2 separate regions of the Zea mays genome follow, and region 2 is linked to region 1. A link is a contact called in public Hi-C data. All regions are on one chromosome and are shown on one strand. Each heading gives the region's core, a stretch centred on a gene start, on an enhancer-like site or on the middle of the called end of the contact. The rest is flanking DNA. Distances are from core to core; before and after follow the strand shown.

Evidence for each region. Hi-C and Micro-C count contacts between places; a contact is called where the count stands out from the background.
Region 2: a contact with region 1 is called in a Hi-C map of endosperm, with 2.0 times the contacts expected there. The contact joins the promoter of LOC100275130 here to the promoter of LOC100272890 in region 1. A contact is called at or near these places in 9 of 25 Hi-C or Micro-C datasets (bundle sheath, ear, endosperm and 3 more).

Annotation. Positions count from the first base shown.
Region 1 is chr6:98,456,288-98,461,963 of Zm-B73-REFERENCE-NAM-5.0, forward strand. It overlaps LOC100272890, which reads left to right and starts at 3,352. Exons shown (of 2, transcript NM_001357511.1): 1 at 3,352-3,678; 2 at 3,810-4,711. The coding sequence starts at 3,445. The coding sequence ends at 4,565. LOC100384218 reads right to left here. Exons shown (of 1, transcript NM_001176790.2): 1 at 5,475-5,676.
Region 2 is chr6:98,705,535-98,711,210 of Zm-B73-REFERENCE-NAM-5.0, forward strand. It overlaps LOC100275130, which reads right to left and starts at 2,826. Exons shown (of 1, transcript NM_001363843.1): 1 at 2,204-2,826. The coding sequence starts at 2,776. The coding sequence ends at 2,534. LOC100286190 (auxin-independent growth promoter-like protein) reads left to right here. Exons shown (of 11, transcript NM_001159078.2): 10 at 1-21; 11 at 206-729. The coding sequence ends at 568. It overlaps LOC100276034, which reads left to right and starts at 5,041. Exons shown (of 4, transcript NM_001363844.1): 1 at 5,041-5,252; 2 at 5,382-5,437. The coding sequence starts at 5,240.

The DNA.
Region 1 (5,676 bases), core at 2,102-4,601:
ACTGGGAGGGTAACGTGGGAGGGAGTGGGACAGGACATGGTGAGAGATGGCAGCCAGGTCGCGCCGGCCGTGAGATGCGCATAAGACTTTTTTAGTTATCTTTTTTTTTCCCGTGCCTAGATCTTTAATTATATACAGGATTGCTAATCACTCCATGATTTATTCCTGCACACGATGCTTTGAAGAAGCCTGATCGATCGATCGATCGAGAGAGAGTATTCAGTCGCATTTGTGATTTGTCTACCGAACCATTTGAATATTTCTGTTCACTCTTTCACCTCACCTGTCCAGACTCCAGAGTCCAGAGTCGTACGTGGTTCGCTTACACCGTTTGCGAAGACCAAGACCATACTTGTGTGTGTGTACGGAAATAATAATACTACAAGATAGATGATGACAAAAGGAGAGAGAGAGAGAGAGAAATCGGCGGCGTGCATGTAGACCCGGTCTTTGGAAAGTACATGCAGCATCTCGCGTTGCTTCCTGCCTTCACACTTGGACGCCGGAGGTGGGTCGTTGCATCAAATCAGACGGCGTAATCACTTGATTGGTGTAGTAAGTAAGTTCGTCGAGATTAATTTAACGCATGACGTGGCATCCGTCACATGAGCAGCAAGAGCCAGTTGGATGAAAGGCGAGATGGTTTCGGTGATGCAAATGCAATGCATGGCATGGCGCTATATGGATGGGTGGTGTGTGTGTGTGCGTCCAGACGCTGACGGGTTCTTGTCGTTGCCTTGGGAGTGCCTATTGTTTTCAGTGACGTGTCGCTCTCGCGTTGCGTACGCACTGCACTGTACTACGCTGGGAGCGTAGAGGAGACGAGAATGATGCTCTGTTTGCTTGGGAGGAGGAGGAGGAGGAGGCGACAGGAGGATGATGACGAAGACGACTCGTGTGATCCGCCGTCGTATCGTACTATCGTGCGAGCACCAAGAGTTGCCGGACGAATGAATGGTTTTGCTGCCCATGCACACAGCACACCGCACTCTCTCTCTTTATACGCATTATTATTGTTCGTTTCAGATGGGTTACGATATGCTTCTTTAGTGCAAACAAATTCGACTTTTTTTTTTTTGGGTGCGGCACTAAACCTGTATAGCATTCCAACCAGCTTAGTTGACGGATTCATACAACCTGTAGCTAGTACCTGGCCAACTCTAACTAATAGTATTATTACGTACCAGACAGCTCACTGTTAGAAACCCTACGGTTAATTAAGCAAGCTTACCTCCATTTGCTGACTCCATCTCGTACCAACTCATTGACACTGTTGCCTCCATGCTCTCGTCAGAGTCAGACAAGGGCAAGCCGGCCGGCCGGCCATATCGCCCTGCAGCATCCAACCAGGACCGGGCCCTGCTTCTCGTCCCTGTTGTCCTTTTCTTCTCCCAACGAACGCCAAAGGGATTGACAGTTGACACGATCGGTCAATATAGGGGGCTCCGCGTAGGCGTAGGTGATGCCTGACGAGCGTGGCGTCGGGGTGTTTTTTTTCTTCTTTTTTTTCCCTTACTTTTTTTTCTATGTGTGTTCGATGCAAGTTCACCAAACAGGACCAGAATTCATTCAGGGAACAAAAACGAAGGTCTCTCAGCTGCCCCCCGGGCCACTGCAGCTGCTTCACTGCGGAAAGCCGACACGCAAGGCTTCGGCCTTTGTTTGGTTCGGGGGAGAGGGAGAGGGCTTTTGGCAGGCCCACTAGCAATTTCACTTGGAGGCCTCTGACGTCATCTTCAGGCCCAATCCAATCTTAAGGTGGCCTTGGCTGTGGAACATCCAGATCTGGTCCAGTAGTACGTTGCCAAAACCGAGGGTTTTGGTTTTCCGGCGTGAACAGTTTTGTGCTCACCTTTGCCATCGTTCAAATAAATAACTCGTCATACTTCAGTTCACTTTCGAAAATTCGTTTTTTACAAACTAGGGCATTGGATGGTTCTACAGAGTCCTAAAGCATAAGCTTTTTTTAGACAAGCGAATCACATGGATTCAAAGTATTCTTGGTTGAGGATCATATCTTTAGTACTACTCAATGGCATCCCACACAAAAATCTTTAACAATTGTAGAAGAGGAGTGAGACAAGGGGACCCCCCCCCCTCTATCTCCTTCTCTTTGAGATGGCAACATATATACCTCCTCTAATCTAGGACAAATAAAGCTTGGTGGGGGTGAGTGTTTTAAAGAATCCTTTGAGTGATACATTTGGAGGTGACTTTCCAACTATACAAGTAGGACGACGATACCCTACTCATCCATACAGGTGATGCTAGAGTTCTTTTTTTAACCTAAAAGGGTTCCTAAGATCCTTTTTCAAACTCAACTGAGCTTCATGTGAAGTTTGAGGAGTCATTTTTGGTTCTCATCAACCTAACGAATCAGATAGATCTCCACTCTCCACTTAGCTAACACCTTTGGATGCAAAGTTGGTGGTGGTACGCGCTTTTACGTACGTGGGGATCCCTCGTGGTACCACAAAGCCCACCATGCAAGACTTCACTCCTTTATTGTTCATGATGGGAGGCAGGTTGGTTGACATAAGTTTCCACCTCTTCTTTGAACGTTCTTTTACTCAATCATATTAGAATAAAATCGCCATAAGTTGGAACCTGAGTCTACAACCTTTAGACATCAACATTAAGGCTAGAACAAATTTTGGCAATCCTATTTTAGAGAGATTTTCGTCTACTTGTTAGATCATCCAGACTACAAAAAATGGAGTGATTTTTTTATATAAATGGCAAACTTTCCAATGTATCAAATCCAAGGAAAGTTAACAAGGACCCCTCATTCTTTAGAGAGATAGCTATAGTTATGCCTTTTTTTTTTCTTCCTTTCTTTTGGGTCTAGAAACCTTATTTTCTTAGATGATGTACATTTGTTTATACTTCTTTTATTAATGAAAATAGAAATGTATTTTTAAAACTCACAAAACTAAGTAACACACACTTACAAGTCCGAGGATCGTTGGTGCGTCATTGAACTCTAGAGTAATATGCAGTAGGTAGTCCATGTCTTGGATCACAAGCTAGATTTCATTAAATGCTTGGTACTAGTAGTATTATTGACAACACAAGAGTACATACCGCTGATTTAAATAAACTTTAGTTGCTCCACTAAAAACTGTATACCATGGCCCATGGGGATTAGGCCGAGGAGAGGAGATCCTTCTCCGGTGGTCCCTACAAACCAGGACCAGCCCGCACGACCACAAGTGCCAGCGAGGAGTGGCACCTGGGCATGCCACGTGTGCAGTGGGCATCACCATAGCCCCGATTCACCAATGGGAAGAGACCCCTTATCCGCTGCTCTTATCCTCCGCCTGTGGCCTGTGCTCAGCTGCGCGTAGATAACGAACTCTCCCGCCCTCACAAAACCGCCCTTCACGATACGCACCCACCAGAGGAAAAGGGCAAAAGCCAAAAGGCATCACCGCCGCGACGACGATGGCAGCCTCGCTCCAAGCCGCGGCCACCCTGATGCAGCCGGCCAAGATCGGCGGCCGGGCGCCCTTTGCCTCGCTGCCGTCCCGCCCGTCGTCGCAACTCGCCTGCAGGGCGTTCGGCGTCGACGCCGGCGCCGCCAGGATCACGTGCTCCCTGCAGGACGTCGCCAGCAGGTGCGTCGACGCCGCGAAGCTCGCCGGCTTCGCGCTCGCCACCTCGGCGCTCCTCGTCTCGGTAAGCACGCATGCATTGTTAGCGAGCTCGCTTGCCTGCTCCTCAAGGTCGGCCGAAGTTGGTTGGTGGTGACATGTGTGTGTGTGTGTGTGTGTGTGTGTGTGTGTGTGTGTGTGTGTGTCTGCGTGCAGGGCGCGAGCGCGGAGGGCACGCCCAAGAGGCTGACCTACGACGAGATCCAGAGCAAAACGTACATGGAGGTGAAGGGCACGGGCACGGCGAACCAGTGCCCGACCATCGACGGCGGCGTGGAGTCGTTCCCGTTCAAGGCCGGCAAGTACCAGATGAAGAAGCTGTGCCTGGAGCCGACGTCCTTCACCGTCAAGGCGGAGGGCATCGCCAAGAACGCCCCGCCCGAGTTCCAGAAGACCAAGCTCATGACCCGCCTCACGTACACGCTGGACGAGATCGAGGGCCCGCTCGAGGTCGGCTCCGACGGCACGCTCAAGTTCGAGGAGAAGGACGGCATCGACTACGCCGCCGTCACCGTGCAGCTCCCGGGGGGCGAGCGCGTGCCGTTCCTCTTCACCGTCAAGCAGCTCGTCGCCACCGGCAAGCCCGAGAGCTTCGGCGGGCCCTTCCTCGTGCCCAGCTACCGTGGCTCCTCCTTCCTCGACCCCAAGGGCCGCGGCGGCTCCACCGGCTACGACAACGCCGTCGCGCTCCCCGCCGGGGGCAGAGGTGACGAGGAGGAGCTCCAGAAGGAGAACATCAAGAACGCCGCCTCCTCCACCGGCAACATCACGTTGAGCGTCACCAAGAGCAACCCGGAGACCGGCGAGGTCATCGGCGTCTTCGAGAGCGTGCAGCCGTCCGACACCGACCTCGGGGCCAAGGCGCCCAAGGATGTCAAGATCCAGGGGGTCTGGTACGCTCAGCTCGAGTGATTCGAGTGTCTAACTGCTAGGTGTCCGACCGCCGTCATGGATCTTGGGAAGGTGTATGTATACCATGGAAAACTTTGGAGAGCAGAGGAGGAATCGTGTATGTAATGTACTTGTTAATGCAAATTCGGGCTGTCGCTTTTTTACTCCGCTAAATTCCCATAGAGTCACAGCAAAACAATCCACTAAAAAAAAATCTCCATAACTGAAGTCCACAGGCGCTTTAGGATTTAGTCGTTTTTTTCCAGCCACAACTGACTTGTATATAGTATAGTATACTAGTATTCAACACAGCAAGAACTTTCCTCCCGTTGATTTGATCCAACGCTTCCTCCCCCTTTCAACCAGGAACAACAAAGAAGGGTGCAACCCCCATCGCTTTCCCTTTCAACCAAGAACAATCAAGAAGAGAATGCTTCAGAACCAGGAAACTATATCAGCATTGTACAGTTCAGCTTAAATTGAGGTAACCAAACAAACAGATAGCATCCTATGTCTACACTTGCACTCAAGGAGGGGGGCTAATCATGCACAGGAAGGGGGAGCTGCACATCACCTGATCTTACACACCAGAACGAGTCATCCTGAAAGAAACAGTAACCATCGCGACGGGCAAGCAATTAATTAAGCAGAACACCTCTAGTCGTCAACTCCATTCATTCGCTGTCCAAGAAGAGGCTTCAAGAATTTGTTTCGGGGTCACAACGCAAGTCTTCACGAATCCGTATGATCAATGGGGCCAGTCGCTGTTAATCCAGTGCTTACAAGAAATAGCAAAACCAACAGAATTAGAATCAGCCAGCTTGAGGGAAGAAGCGCTGCAAAAAAAAAATAAAATTATAGTCCAAGTATTGCCTTAGAATATTGAGATGATTTTACCAGACCCGAATGAGGAAAAGACCTTTCAGATGACACTCCCATTGCGCCTCCAAGTCGCAACCTGCAATGCGAGTGGACTTTGGTACTATGATCTGCACATAAGTAGACGAATACTAATCCAAGTGTTGCCTTCATCTAGTATTCTAGTTCAGATTTGATGTTACCAAATCCAAGTATTAGAATAGAACTTTCAGATGACACTGCGCACTGCTCTTGCAGGTTGCAGCCCTGCCAT
Region 2 (5,676 bases), core at 1,576-4,075, 250 kb after region 1:
AGGAATATGTTCCCCAATATGGTTGGTTCTTGTGAAGTTACTTCATCTAGCATGTCTTTCCGTTTCTGCCTTTGCTATTTAAAATATAGCCAGCGTGCAAATAGTTGAGATAGCTTCTTGTTACCGCTGTAGTATATTTATAGAATCTGCCCAAGAAACAACTAACCAAGGTACATACAACTGAGCTAGCCTTTGCTAAATTCAGGTTAGCAAAGAAGATCTCGCAAGCAAGGAAGAGATGGAGCCTTTCAAGAAGCATGTAACCAGCCTTGCTGCGCTGGACTTCCTGGTATGCCTGAAGTCGGACGTGTTCGTCATGACCCACGGCGGCAATTTCGCCAAGCTGATCATTGGCTACCGTCGCTACATGGGCCGCCACAGGCTCAAGTCAATCAAGCCGGACAAGGGTCTCATGTCCAAGTTCTTCGGTGACCCTTACATGCCGTGGGCGACGTTCGTGGAGGACGTGGTGATAACCCATCAGACACGGACCGGCCTCCCTGAACCCACCTTCCCGCACTATGACCTATGGGAGAACCCTCTCACCCCTTGCATGTGTAGAGCTTAAATTACAGTCAGCGAGTGATGGTGCATAGTTATTCTTTGTATCATATGCTGATATGCAAGCTGCAAATTTTGTCCACCTTGTTTATTTTTTTTTACCACTTCTGCTGTACAAGTTTAACAAAGCAAAGCTCAGTTCATCACGATCCTCTGCAATCTTTCCCTCCTGAAAAATCTTGGTGATGTCTAAATATGTAATCTGATGTAGCTCTTCATCAGATGAATCACAAAGTTTTATGTACTCCATCAGATCCAAACAGTAAGATTTCCATGCATGTGGAGGCTAATCGCGCGTTCGCATCTTTTTGTCGTCCCCCGGTCCCCCATGGAGGAGGAGGGAGTTACAACTACTCTGGGAGATGTGTCGCTCCTAGTCCTACGCTTGATGTCAGAACTGGTTCGGAAATCTTCGTTGTCTGGTCTCCTTTTATCTCTGGAACTATGTTTTTCTATAGGTTGTAGTAAGAAATCAAACGAATTGGTATCCATTAGCTCGGATTAAAGAATGGAATTTGGTCGAATAACTTGCAATGCATGGACTCTCAGGTAGAGCTATCGCGTGAATCTGCTGGCCCGGGCCGGGCGAAGATGCGAAAAGGCTCCTGCTCGGTCCACCTCGCTTCAGCCCGATGGTCCTAGGAGCGCTCACGTGCACCCAAAGTTGCCAGATTTCGATGAGTTGGCTGCTCGGGTCAAGGCTCTGAGGAAGGCCTAAGGTGGCAGTGGCACACGATGGTTTCTGGCTTGTTTACACGTTCTTTCAGCTGAAGAGTCGATCCTTTGTTGACAAGACAGTTCCTTGCAAGACAGCAGAACCACTGAGTCAGTGCTCTTGTTATATATAGGTTTTCCTTTGAAGCAGGGTGCTGTTTGTTTCAACAAATGTAACGCAAATGGTAATGGTAATGATAATGGTTTACACACGATTACCGGCGGTAACAAGTTTGAATAGACCAGTATTAATTTTTAGTATGATATCTGATTACGGTTGAACTAAAACAAACATGATTTAACGTTATCAGTTACCCATTACGTTACAAATATGTGAACCAAACGGCACCCAGATGTCTGTCTAGAATACGAGTACTGTTTTCATATCAACACAATATATATAGCATAGTTGACAGGGGTTCCATTGCTTATTCTTTATTTTATTGGAGATATTGCACCTCGAAATTGCATTGTCAGATGTACTAAGATCACGATGGGATGCGCATGTGTAAACGATGATAAACAGGGCCGGACAGCCAGAGGCTTTTATTGGGGTCAGCTGATCCCTGTAATATTTAAAAAATATTATATAAATATATTGTTATTTAGTGTATTTAGATGATGATTAGTGAAATTGACCCTAATAATTTTGTTGTCTGGCTTCGCCCCTAATGATAAATTCTCAAGGAATACTTTCTCTTCAGCTGCTTGGATTTATGTGAGTGCTGTATGTTTTGTGCATGCTACATGTACATATGGCGCTGGAGCCCCTGCCCGTCTGCAAGCTAGGGAGTCATTGACTCATTACCTGTACGTACTGGCCCTCCGTAGTCCTTTTTCTTTTGTCATTTTCATGAGGACAGGAGGTACACTTTTTTTTTGTTCGTTCGTTCGTTTGTCATGTGAATACCATATTTTGCAAGGGGTACACTTGATTCCTACATCTAGCCGCAGCTAGCTGTAATAAAATGCCTTCAGCTGAGAGGTGCACATGCAGAAGGTAAAGGTCAGCATTGCAATGCAACTTCATTCCCTGCTACAAATTCACGAATTCATCAAGGTGGATTCCCTCCGAGAAGGCGAGAACAATGGAGCCCGTTTCCCCTCTCTCTAGCTCTACTAGCTAGCCAGAGCTAGTCAGCTAGCTGAATCTACACCAGCGTCGCGCGCCATTGCTACGTGCGTGCACGCATGTCACGTCGTCCATGGCCAGCACTGCTGCATGCGCCATCTAGACTAGACTAGACTAGACTACTAGCTAGCAGAGGCAGCGCATGACGCCGACGACGAAGCTAGCGATGCAGTCGTCGTGGCCGCGGCCGTGGAGCTCGTCGTCGTCGTCGACGTCGTCGTCCCGGACGAGGCGCTCCAGGCCCCGGTTCCTCGGCAGCGCGCCGGCGCGGTGCAGGATCGTCGCCGCCGCGGCCGCCGGCCCGCCGGCCGCCACGCGCGCCGCGAACCGGACCACCGGCCTCAGGAACAGCGGGAGCAGTGCCTGCATGAGCACGAGGACGGGTCGTCAGAAAACGCGCGCGACGTTAGTGCTAGTGCGGCAGCGGTGAAAGCCACACGGCTGGCCTTAGGAGCCTCAGCTCGCGTTCGCCAGCAGCCGCCTCCGAGAAAGACACGGCGCGAAGAGACCAGACAGAGACAGGCAGGCAGGCAGGCACTCACCATGAGCTAGCTAGCTAGCTAGCGACGGCTGCTGGCAATGTCGTCGTCGCTGCCGGATGGAGGCGTCGCCAATTGGCAACGAAACGAAGACGCCAAGTCCTCGTGTCGAGGGCGGGCGACGCGCGCGCGCCAGCCAACCGGAATTCTGCAGGGCTGCAGATGTTTTCGGGGTGCTTAATTAGTTTGACGGCGACGGCTCTTGGCCAGAGCTTCACGGGGGGCCTGGGGGGTGATATAGGCTTGTTTGGTTCGGCTTTTTTCTGAAGAGCTTTTCTAAAAAGCTGGTTGTGGGGAAAAGCTGGCTGTGCAGAGAAGCTGGTGGTTAGAATCTAGGTGTTTGGTTCGCCTGCTGTGGAGAAAAGCTGGTGGTTAGAATCTGGGTGTTTGGATACGCAGATTCTGAGATTGTAGATTCTGATTCAAAAAAGGAAACAGATATAAACACCGAACCAACAAGAAGGTCATTACATTAAAATTAGTAGAGTTCATTACAACATAATTATCGGTACATTGACATATTAAACTACAACACTAATGCATTAGCAATTGCATCTCGAAATGCATTTATGTCTAACTCATCAGATGTGGTACTACTACTCTCATCTATGGGTACATCATGAGCAAGGCTAGTAGGTACAAGTTGGTCAAAGTCTCGATCGTGTAGAGCACTGTCTCGAATAAAGTTATGCAATGCCATCCAAGCAATAATTATCTTGGATTTCTTCCTAAGCGAAAATGAAGGTAGATTCTAAGTGAAAAAAAGAAAACAGGCAAAGACACAATAATCAACGCCTCATTACAATAATAGTTTTAATAACCTAGATCAGTCACAATAACCGGATCGAACCACAATACCATAAACCCAAAATAAATAAATTGATACAGATATACACGATTCAACAAAAAATCAAAGTAATGCTCACGACCGAGAAGCGGTTGGGATTCCTGGAGACGCGATGGAGTAACCTAGATCAGTCGAAGTTGAAGCGTTAGCTTTGTTAACAAAGGAATCATGCATCACTAATTCAACAAGTCACTAGATACATCGCATGGCACAAAGCAACCGTCTGTCAGGTTCGGCATGGTGGCACTGTACTGCAGTGCGGGGTGACTGACGACCGAGAAGCGGTTGGGATTCCTGGAGACGCGATGGAGTGACCGCTTTTCTCCAACAGCTGCATATCCACTTCTCCTTAAAGCGCTTCGTCTCGCAGTCGGCATGGAATCTGCGCGTTTGGATGACCTGGGCAGATTATGGCCGCCAGAAGCCGCTCAAAAGCGGAAACAAACGGGGCCATATACACACGGGCCGGCGACGCATGCGATCGAGGCGTGTGAGGCGTCAGATATGCGTATGCATGCGCGCGCGCGTGCCCCCGTGGCGACGCGACGCAAACGTGTGGCGGTGGCTGCGGCACTGGCGCTGCGCTGGTACAGGGGGCGCCCACCGTGCCCGCGCGCCGGCCGGGCCGCGAGCGCCGCAGGCAGTAGTACTACGGACAAGGAACGGGCGGCCACCATTCATCCTGGGCTGCTGCTGCTGCTGCTGAACCACCACGCCGCCCACGCGAGCCTGTCTCAGGGCCTGCACCTCTGCGAGCCCCCCCTTGCGTGCCCAGCGCCGCGGCGTGCAGCCCGCCCGTTCCGTTACGCATCCCCTTTCCTTTCCGGCGTCCGTGTTGCTTGTGCTCCGCGTGGCACCCCGCGGCCTGGCCTGCGTGCTGCCGTGGCGGGCATTGGGGTTGGTTTTCCGTCGACTTGAGATGGATCATGATTGGGTGAGTGTACTTTCCTAGATGGAAAAAAAATTCTTTGCATCTGAGATGCAAAGAAACACTTTTGCAGATCCACCACCTGGTAGTCTATATAAATAAAAATAATGCTAAATGTTGAAGGTCACCTCTGGTTTAGAGTTTAGACGGCAGTAGCAAACAACTTCTCGGGAACGCAAAGACCCCAACGGCACACAGAAAGAACCCATACTAGGGGGCCAATAGATTCTCAGCCCATTATACAATACACAGGCCGACTCTACCAATCCATCCCTGGCTCCAAAAGCCCATACTAGAAAAGGCCCTTCCCGTCCCGAGTTCCCCCGACCAAAAGATTCCCACGGGCTCGCCGCTCGCATCTCGCCAGCGCGAACGCAGCCTCCGTGCATATCACCAGCCTCCTCGCGCACCCGGTCCCGCTTGCCTTTCCCCACCTACTCGCCGTCGCGGTGCCGTGCGCCGGTGCTGTTCAGTCTAGGGTTTCGGCCCTCGCCCGCCGATCCGTCCCCCCGCCGGCCATGTCGAAGCAAGGTGCGTTCGTGTCGTCGTTTCCTATCTTTTCCCCTCTCGCGATCGGGTGGGGGTTGTTTCGTGCAGATTGGTTGGTTGAGGTTCTTCGTTACCGACGGTTCTGACGCGACGGCTGGGTCCGGGGTGCAGGAGGGAAGGCCAAGCCGCTGAAGGCGCCCAAGGTCGACAAGAAGGAGTACGACGAGGTATATGCTGCCACGCGTTGACCTTTGTTCCCGTTTCGTTGCTCGATTTGTTCGTTGCCCCCCGAATAGGTGGGGGTTGAATCTGACGGTACTGAGGTATTCAGGTATCTGTGTATGGTTTTCCGTTCAACATAGCTGAATACCTTAAGTATTCCGATCAATGTTATCTGAACACACATTAATGAGGGAGGATAGAAGGGGGAGCATATGACTTGGACGATGGCTGTGCCATCAAAACT